Regions from separate parts of the Gossypium arboreum genome. Here regions 1 and 2 are each linked to region 3. A link is a contact called in public Hi-C data. All regions are on one chromosome and are shown on one strand. Each heading gives the region's core, a stretch centred on a gene start, on an enhancer-like site or on the middle of the called end of the contact. The rest is flanking DNA. Distances are from core to core; before and after follow the strand shown.

What was found. A called contact is a pair of places that touch in the nucleus more often than the background predicts.
Region 1: a Hi-C map of leaf shows a contact between it and region 3, with 4 times the contacts expected there. The contact joins the promoter of LOC108458327 here to the promoter of LOC108458038 in region 3. A contact is called at or near these places in 2 of 5 Hi-C or Micro-C datasets (both in leaf).
Region 2: a contact with region 3 is called in a Hi-C map of leaf, with 4 times the contacts expected there. The contact joins the promoter of LOC108459572 here to the promoter of LOC108458038 in region 3. A contact is called at or near these places in 2 of 5 Hi-C or Micro-C datasets (both in leaf).

Annotation. Positions count from the first base shown.
Region 1 is chr4:83,611,219-83,613,918 of ASM2569848v2, forward strand. It overlaps LOC108458327, which reads right to left and starts at 1,385. Exons shown (of 13, transcript XR_001867276.2): 1 at 1,252-1,385; 2 at 900-1,004; 3 at 722-795; 4 at 54-125.
Region 2 is chr4:83,471,944-83,474,643 of ASM2569848v2, forward strand. It overlaps LOC108459572 (transcription repressor OFP6-like), which reads right to left and starts at 1,449. Exons shown (of 1, transcript XM_017758960.2): 1 at 1-1,449. The coding sequence starts at 1,156. The coding sequence ends at 545.
Region 3 is chr4:82,933,181-82,935,880 of ASM2569848v2, forward strand. It overlaps LOC108458038 (probable small nuclear ribonucleoprotein G), which reads right to left and starts at 1,355. Exons shown (of 4, transcript XM_017757274.2): 1 at 1,170-1,355; 2 at 1,049-1,071; 3 at 180-301; 4 at 1-73. The coding sequence starts at 1,204. The coding sequence ends at 11.

The sequences.
Region 1 (2,700 bases), core at 135-2,634, 680 kb after region 3:
ATAATAATAAAGAGAATATCTTTCATTAAAAGAGAAACTTCTCAATCTGTTACCTGATACAGATGCCGTTCCTCCCAGGGACTTGAACAATGATTCCACAAAGTCCTTGTAAAAGGTAATAACACCTGAGATCATCAGATGCAATTGAGATCTAATTCTAACAATTCAACTAGGGTTAATATACAATATGGTACCTGAATTTGGCTTCAACATTTAATTCGGCACCTAAGTTTCCATTCGTCCTAATTTGCTACCTGAGTTTGGCTTCAATGTTGACATTGGTACCTAAACCAAATGGCATCATGTAGTCCAACGAGTATTTGATGTATAATCTAGTAAAAAGAATATAGATACTTAAATGGGACCAAAACATTCTCGGATACTAAATAGAACATTGAAGTCAAACTTGGGTACTTGGGAAAAATATTCATTCATCCTAATTTGCTACCTGAGTTTGATTTCAATGTTCAATTTGGTACCTAAACCAAATGGCATCATGTGGTCCAACGAGTCTTTGATGTCTAATCTAGTAAAAAAATTATAGATGCTTACTTGGGACCATAACTTTCCCGGATTCTAAATAGAACATTGAAGTCAAACTTGGGTGCTTCAGAAAAATATTAGTATCAAATTGAACCTTAAAGCCAAAATCAGGTGCAAAATAGCATATAAACCCATTCAACTAATACTAAAATAGTACATCAAAGACATTAAAACATACCAGGATTTCCAGGAACAAACACAACATGAAAAGAGGGACGAACAGCACGAATTTCAAGTATCTCAGTCATGCAACTGCATAGCAAAGATGTCCAAAAAGATCAATAAAACAAGCATCGATATGAAACCTCTTTAAAAACTAAAGAAAATAAAATAGAATCTTTATAAACATAACATACCCGGAGACACTGCACAACCTAAGATTTACACATTTCGTAGCATTTGAATCCAAATCCGTAAAATCCATTTCTCCACGGCTGGAATTTGGTATGCTATCAGTTCTCCTGAAAATTGAAAAAAGTTTATCGGGTTGACTTAAAAATTCCTCATGCTGTCAACAAGTGGGCTGTACCCATATTTCATGACATTGTAAGTGCTTAAAAACTGAGAATAATGAAGCCTATTGTCACATGCATCAACAATATTATAAAGCTAATGCATACAGAAGACAATTGGGATAGTTTTTTGTTTCTTTTTATAAACCCAGAAATATAGTTGCATATTTTCATCAAATGAAGAATTGGAATATACCTGTACTTGAAGGAGCGAATAAAAGAAAGGGGTCTCTGTGTTAGAGCAGCAATACGAGCTAACATTTCTGATCTTTTTCACTTAAACCTTTTATAATTATAGATTTATTATGTTATTTTCAGTCAGTTCTTTTGTAAAGCTGTAATAAAGGTTTCCTGTTTAAGCCTTAAGCGGATTGTTGTTGGGCTGAAAAAAAACTGATGGAGAGTGAGTTGACCCGGTTAGCTACCATACGAGTACCTAACAGGAAAATGGGCCAGGATGAGTACTTACCACTGAATCTCTGACCACTTACCGTTGAGCCCGAATCAGCTGATTTTATGTATTTAATATTTAATTTATTTTTTAAATATTATATTTTTAACATATTAATTAATATAAAATAATATTTTTATTTTAATTATAAAATATATTAATTTATCAATTCAAATATTATAATATGAAATTTCCAAATTATAATTAAAGCATTTCTAACATATTCAATGCAAAGTAAGATTATTAAAATAATAACTAATTAGCATAATTAACTATTAATTAAGTTTAAAATGCATAAGATTATACTAAAATAATAAGTCCTTTTTTCAAATAAAATTAGCACAAATTTTTACATCAAAATTTTAATTAATAACACCTTTCTTTTTCTTATATTTTATACTTGAGTTCTAATTAAGTAATAATTCTATTTTAAAATTTAAACAATTTTTAACTAATAATAATAAATTAAATTATAATTATGTATAATTATCACAACTTCTATTAAATCATAATTATTTTAGATATGCAATTATTACAACTTTTATTTTACGTCAATTTTTAATTAATAATTCTCAATTATACATTATAAATTATTTTTAAATTTTAGTGTAGTAATATGAAGAAAACTAAAGACTATTTTCAATTAATTCAAATATTTTTCAAACTCATACTTTTATATATGTATATATATATTATGGATATAGATTATAGATGAATAAAATTTCGACAAGGTATATAACTTGTTTTACATTTCATAATTGAATTTATAAAACGCTTCAAATTCTAATAAATTTACTTACACTTAATTATTTTAAATTCATATTAAATTTGATTATTTATATTTATATTATGTATTAAATATTTGATTAAATTGATGTTAGAAATCAAACCAACACCAATTCAATAAGATAATAATGAAAATATCTTATCTAAAAAGTCATTTTTTATAGATTAAGCTTATCAACTCACAAATTGAAAATGAGAATTGTAAGGAGGTGTTGAATATTGATGGAAAAGGTCATGAAGAAAATCATTTGCCTGAGAAATAAAGGTCAATCTTTCACTTTTTTATTATTATTATTTTCAAATAATGTGTTTTTTTATATTTTCAAGGAATTGTCAAGGGTGCGTTAGTAGCAAATTTTTACATATTTTTCGTGAGTATAATTGAGAGCACAAGGTTGATATTGTGGG
Region 2 (2,700 bases), core at 199-2,698, 540 kb after region 3:
TTTTTCCAAAAGAGGATAAATGCCCCCAAAATCTCTTCTACTTTTGGGCCTAATAAGTTTCATAATTGATGCTAAAATGGTATCTAAGCTCACTCTTCATGTACCATCAAGATTACTTCACCATCATTTATATATTTATCAACTTGTCAGAAGTAAATAATAGAACAGTCTTCCATTTCCAAAGCTCAAATATTAACTTCTAAATGTATATGACCCACAATACTATATTTTAGTGGGTCTTTTACGCATTCTACTTCTCTACCTTTAATGTTGGGAGACGAGATATTAATGAAGTAAGTTAAAACGTGCCATAAACACACTTGTTAAAATGATTTTATTTAAAGAAATATTTCCAAGCCTTCACATTCACAACTTACTATTGCATTAAACTCGAAAATATTTCTTTAAATACTACCTTAACAAGCGTTTATAAGCAATAGTCAGACATTTAACTAATTTATTATTAACCTATTGCACTGTACTTGAAGCTAAGGAAAAAAAAAAAAGGAGAAAGAGACCATAGATAACGTAGCAACAGCGACACCTAGAAGTCACATGGCCTGAACCCGAAATGCAGCTCTGGGGAAGCAACGGCGCCGCCACCACCAGGCTTGACGTTGAAAACCCCGTTCCAGATCTCCGTGAAAGCTCTAATAATAATCCCATGGTAATAAGGCGAATTCAGCTCCAAGAAACAGTTGAGAAGCTCTCTCAAATCATCTTTCGAATATATCTCTTTCTCCAGTATCATTTGCAACATGGAGTGCCTGAAGTCCAAATAAGGGTCGTCGGAGTCCTTCTCCACTGCTAGACTCTCCCCTCCGACACGACCAAAACCTCGTACAGTTGACATTGAACCCTTACTGTCGTGGTCTGTGTCATCGGTGTCCATGTCCCAGCAACGAGGAGTGTCAGTGCTGGGAGAAAAAGAGGTGGCGGTTTCCGAGAAATAATAATGGGTGGCTGCTTTCTTGGAAGAGCTCGAAGAAGAAGAGTTGTAAAGAGATTGGGAATTAGATTTGGGTTTGGATTTGGGTTTGGATTTGGATTTGGGTTTGGGGCTGAAAAAACTAGCGAGCTTGGATCTCTTGCAGCTGCTGCAGCCTATGCTGACTGAAACGGTGTTAAGGATCAGCTTTTTTTTGTCGCTTAACATTGCAGCAGAGATGAAGGAAAAATGAGAAGCTTTTTTACTGTTTAGAGTTGAGGTTTAAGGTTGATGAGATAAAATAGAAAGAGAGACGGAAGGGAAGAAGAGATTAGTCTAAAAAGGGTGGTTTTGGAGTTGGGATGAGGCGTCGGCCTGACTCACACTGAAGCATTGGACTCTACAACTACGGAGATTTTTGCCTATAAATCCTGCATGTGAGCAAGGAGGGTCCATAGCTGATACCCTCACTGCTCTGTGACTTTCACTTCTCCGACAATTTAATCACTGCCGTCCAATTTTACTATGTCTTTTCAATGCCTTCGATTTTGTTGCATTTTTAATTACACAAACTGACATGACAGCAAGAATGATCTATAGGGATCAGACTTTTCTGTATATAACTATTTCATATTATTTCTTTAATTAGATTTTTTAAGCTGATGGTACCTTAAAAGGTGGTTTCTTTTTTTAATATACTGTCATGAATAATTCTTCAACTTTATCCCAAATTTTAATCTGGTTCCATGTATTTTAAAATGGGACAAAATTCTTCTGCCTCGGTGCTCCCTGATTGTGCTTCACCAATGATTGTATAAACCTCATATTGAACACCATTTATGTTAAGTATTTTATGTTAAGTATTTTTTCAGCCTTATTTTTTTCTATTTTACATAGGTGATATAACACCCTAAACTTAGCCTAAATATTATAGTTGAATCTAACGATGTCACGTTGAAGTGTTTTTCTAAAGTATAATATTATTGAAAAACTCGTTCTATATTTAACCTCTTTGTGATCTTAGCAAAAATTTAAAGATATCTCGTTTATTTTCAAAACTTAAGTCGTTTGCCAAAAAGTTACCCATATTAAATTTATTATTAATTTTAAAATATTATTTCTTGCGAAAGCTTAAAAAAACATGTTGCGTAAACGTGGTAATTTGGAAAATATTTATCTTTTTGAAAACTCGCATCCTACTACTAGCAGATATAAATCAAAATAAATAAAACCCCAAACTTAAAGATTAAAAATTATAGAGGCCTTATTACATTAAAAACACCCAAAATAAAACCATTTGTAATTTAAAACCCAATAAGAAAGTCCGCACAGTTGTGTGGCCATCTTCGACTCCCTCGCAATATCGACCCGCCTAAGCCTAGGGATTACTAGTACAAATAAACAGATGGGTGAGTTATGAAAACTCAATGTGTAATCCCATATCAGATAATTAATCAAAGAGCATATACAGTCTGGGCCTAAGCCCACTTCAGTCATGGTTCAATTTCAGTCAGGGCCTTAGCCCATTATAGTATCAATATCAGTGTGAGCTTGAGCCCATCTTAGTAACGGTACAGTACAGATATGCAATCAATAAATCCTTGCCAATCAGCCTCTACACTCCATCTCCGTCCAACCCTACACTCCACGTGTGGATAAAATCAACCCACTTATCCCTACACTCCAAGTAGTACCGGTTACGACACTAATCAGTATTTGCAGCAGAGCTGCCAGTACAGTACACTTCCTCCAATCACAATAAATCCCATCCC
Region 3 (2,700 bases), core at 105-2,604:
AAAAACCGAATCACTGCATTCTGCCTACAGGTTCAAGTGCTTCAACAGTAACAACGCTATTTCCTCTGATAACCTGCGATTCATTGATATCAATTAAAACAAGGCTAAATATGAAAGCATATCCCCTGAATGGCAATTTAAGCATTAAGCAAGGTATTTAAGGCGGGGAAAAGACTCACCACCATGCCTATATCAGTTTTCTCATTGCCATTCACCTCCACGGTGTTGTCAACCACTAGATTCATAAACTGATCAAACCCACGAAGTGTACCAACAACCATCCGATTAGCATTCAGCTTGACTGCAGCATCAAATAACAGTATAATTCACACAATTAAATCAATTCCTTCTCATGCATGTTACAAACCTACAACGTAGGTAAATCAACAATCTGCAAGCTCATAGGCAACAAAAAGTAATTTTTTTTTATGTTCTGCATATGTAGTATTACAAGGCTTTCCCCTTTTATACTTCTTATCTTACATACGTCCGCCTAGTGGGCAACTTACGAGATCAACACAAGAATCAGCAGTAAATTCCTAACAAACAAAGACATGGATTCTTCAAGCTACTGTTGAAACATGAATTTTTCAAACTTCAATTATGACCAACATGATAGATTCTTGGACATGCAAACACTAATAAACAAAAAAAAAAAAAAAATTCCATGGGGCCGGTCACTTCCGACTCAAGCCTTACATATAAGCCAACCAGTGAGGGGGAAAAATGCAAAGACAGCACCCAACAAAAAACACCCAGATTTAAATCACAATTAAGTGACAGAAAATGGACAGAGGACACCGGCTTACTATTACAATTGAACTATTACACCTACAATTAGAACCCTTTCAGCTTTATATGCCAAAACACTGGATTCGACCGGACTCAGCTTAAAGAGGCATCTATCAACATGTACGAGAAACCTAGTTAACCAAATTCGGGTATAATTTAGCGACCACAAAAGGCAAGCATCATCAAATGAATGTAAAACTAAGTAGCATAAAACTGAAATAGGTAATCGCAAAGAAGGAAACAGGATAGAACTTACTCTGGAGTTGTTTGTCCATGTACCTGTTGCGTACAAATAACACCAATAGTATAAATTAGAAATCGAAATACTGCGGATGAAGAAAAGAGAAGTGTTGAAATTAGCGTGAAGAAAAGCATACTTTTTGAGATCTGGAGGTTGGCCGGATCTGCTCATTGCGTCAGAAATTTGGTTTGGAAGAGAGGAGAGTAGGGTTATGGGAGGAGGAAAATGAAATTGGATTTTTAGGTTCGTAAAATATATGACTAAAAGAAATGTTAAGAAAATAAAAAGAAATGGAAAGGGGGTACCGCGAGAATCGTACCACTAAACCAAGCACCCTTGCATTTAATGGAAAATACAACACATTGGAACAAGTTAAAAAAATATTAAATTCACTATAAGTGCAATCAATAGAATAAAGAAATGGCAGTTAACTTCATTAATACTTTATAGGAAATTGCAAGATACAATTGTAAAATCTCTCTCTCACAAGTTTCATGTATTTCAATTTTCATTATTAGATAGTAAAATTGGTATGAATGAGAGATTAGCATATTACATATTTGGCCTTTTCACTTTTTTTTCTCTTTTAGCAAACCTTTTCACTTTCATAATTAGAAGAACTAATTCCTCAAATTGTATTTCATATAGAGCAATACCAAATTGGTTGGGATTTGTGTTGTTGTTGGGGGCGGTGGAAGCTTTGTCAACAAGTAAGGTGAGGTCAAGGTAACTTTCTCTATGGCTCCTCTGCTCATTTGTGGACTTTAGCTGATTCTTTATACATTTGTTCACGAGCTTGTGGTGTTGGGTTAACCCCACAAAATCACATTTGAGTTAACATTTCCTTCCCCCCTTTTTCAGCCCATATCTTTAATGTCTACTTCTAAATTGCTTTCTCAACAACGATATGTTGAACAATTCATTTCTTTGGGTAAATTATCATGAATGGAAAGAAAAAAAAGATGCTCTTTTAAGTTAATAGGACAATGATAACGATGACATGCAAAACTTTTAGCAAACAGTAAAACAAATGGAAACAATTGATCAATTACCAGCTTAAAAAACCATCACAACAAAGAAATTATTGAGTGGATGATAGTTGGGCCAATTTAGCTATTGGCTAATGGCTAAGATCGTTGTTCTGACTTATGATTAGATGTTAAGCCTAAGCATGGTTAAGCAAATTCCCTCGTGAGTAGTGATAGAGTGAGAAGCATAGGCCCATAATCAAATTTGACCCAGAAATCTTTTGGTTAAACAGGCCCAAATTATTGAAAGTAAAATTGTTAAAATTAGACATCTTTTATAATTTCTTGGGAATTATGACACATTGGTACAAGCTAAAAATTATTAATTCACTCGAATTGCATTTAATGGAATTAAGAAATGGCAGTCAACTGCATTAATACTTTATAGGAAACTGCTTGAAAGGCAACTACAAAACCCATTTCCTCACATGTTCCATGTATTTCAATTTTCATTAATAGGTATGAAATTGGTATGAATGGGATATTGGCATATTGCTTATTTCGCCTTTCACTTTCTTTTGTCTTTTAGCAAACCCTTTCACTTTCATACTTGAAAGAACTAATTCATCAAATTGTATTTCATATAGAGCAATGCCAAATTGCCAATCTCGTTAGGCGGCCATTTCTTTAGTGAGGACA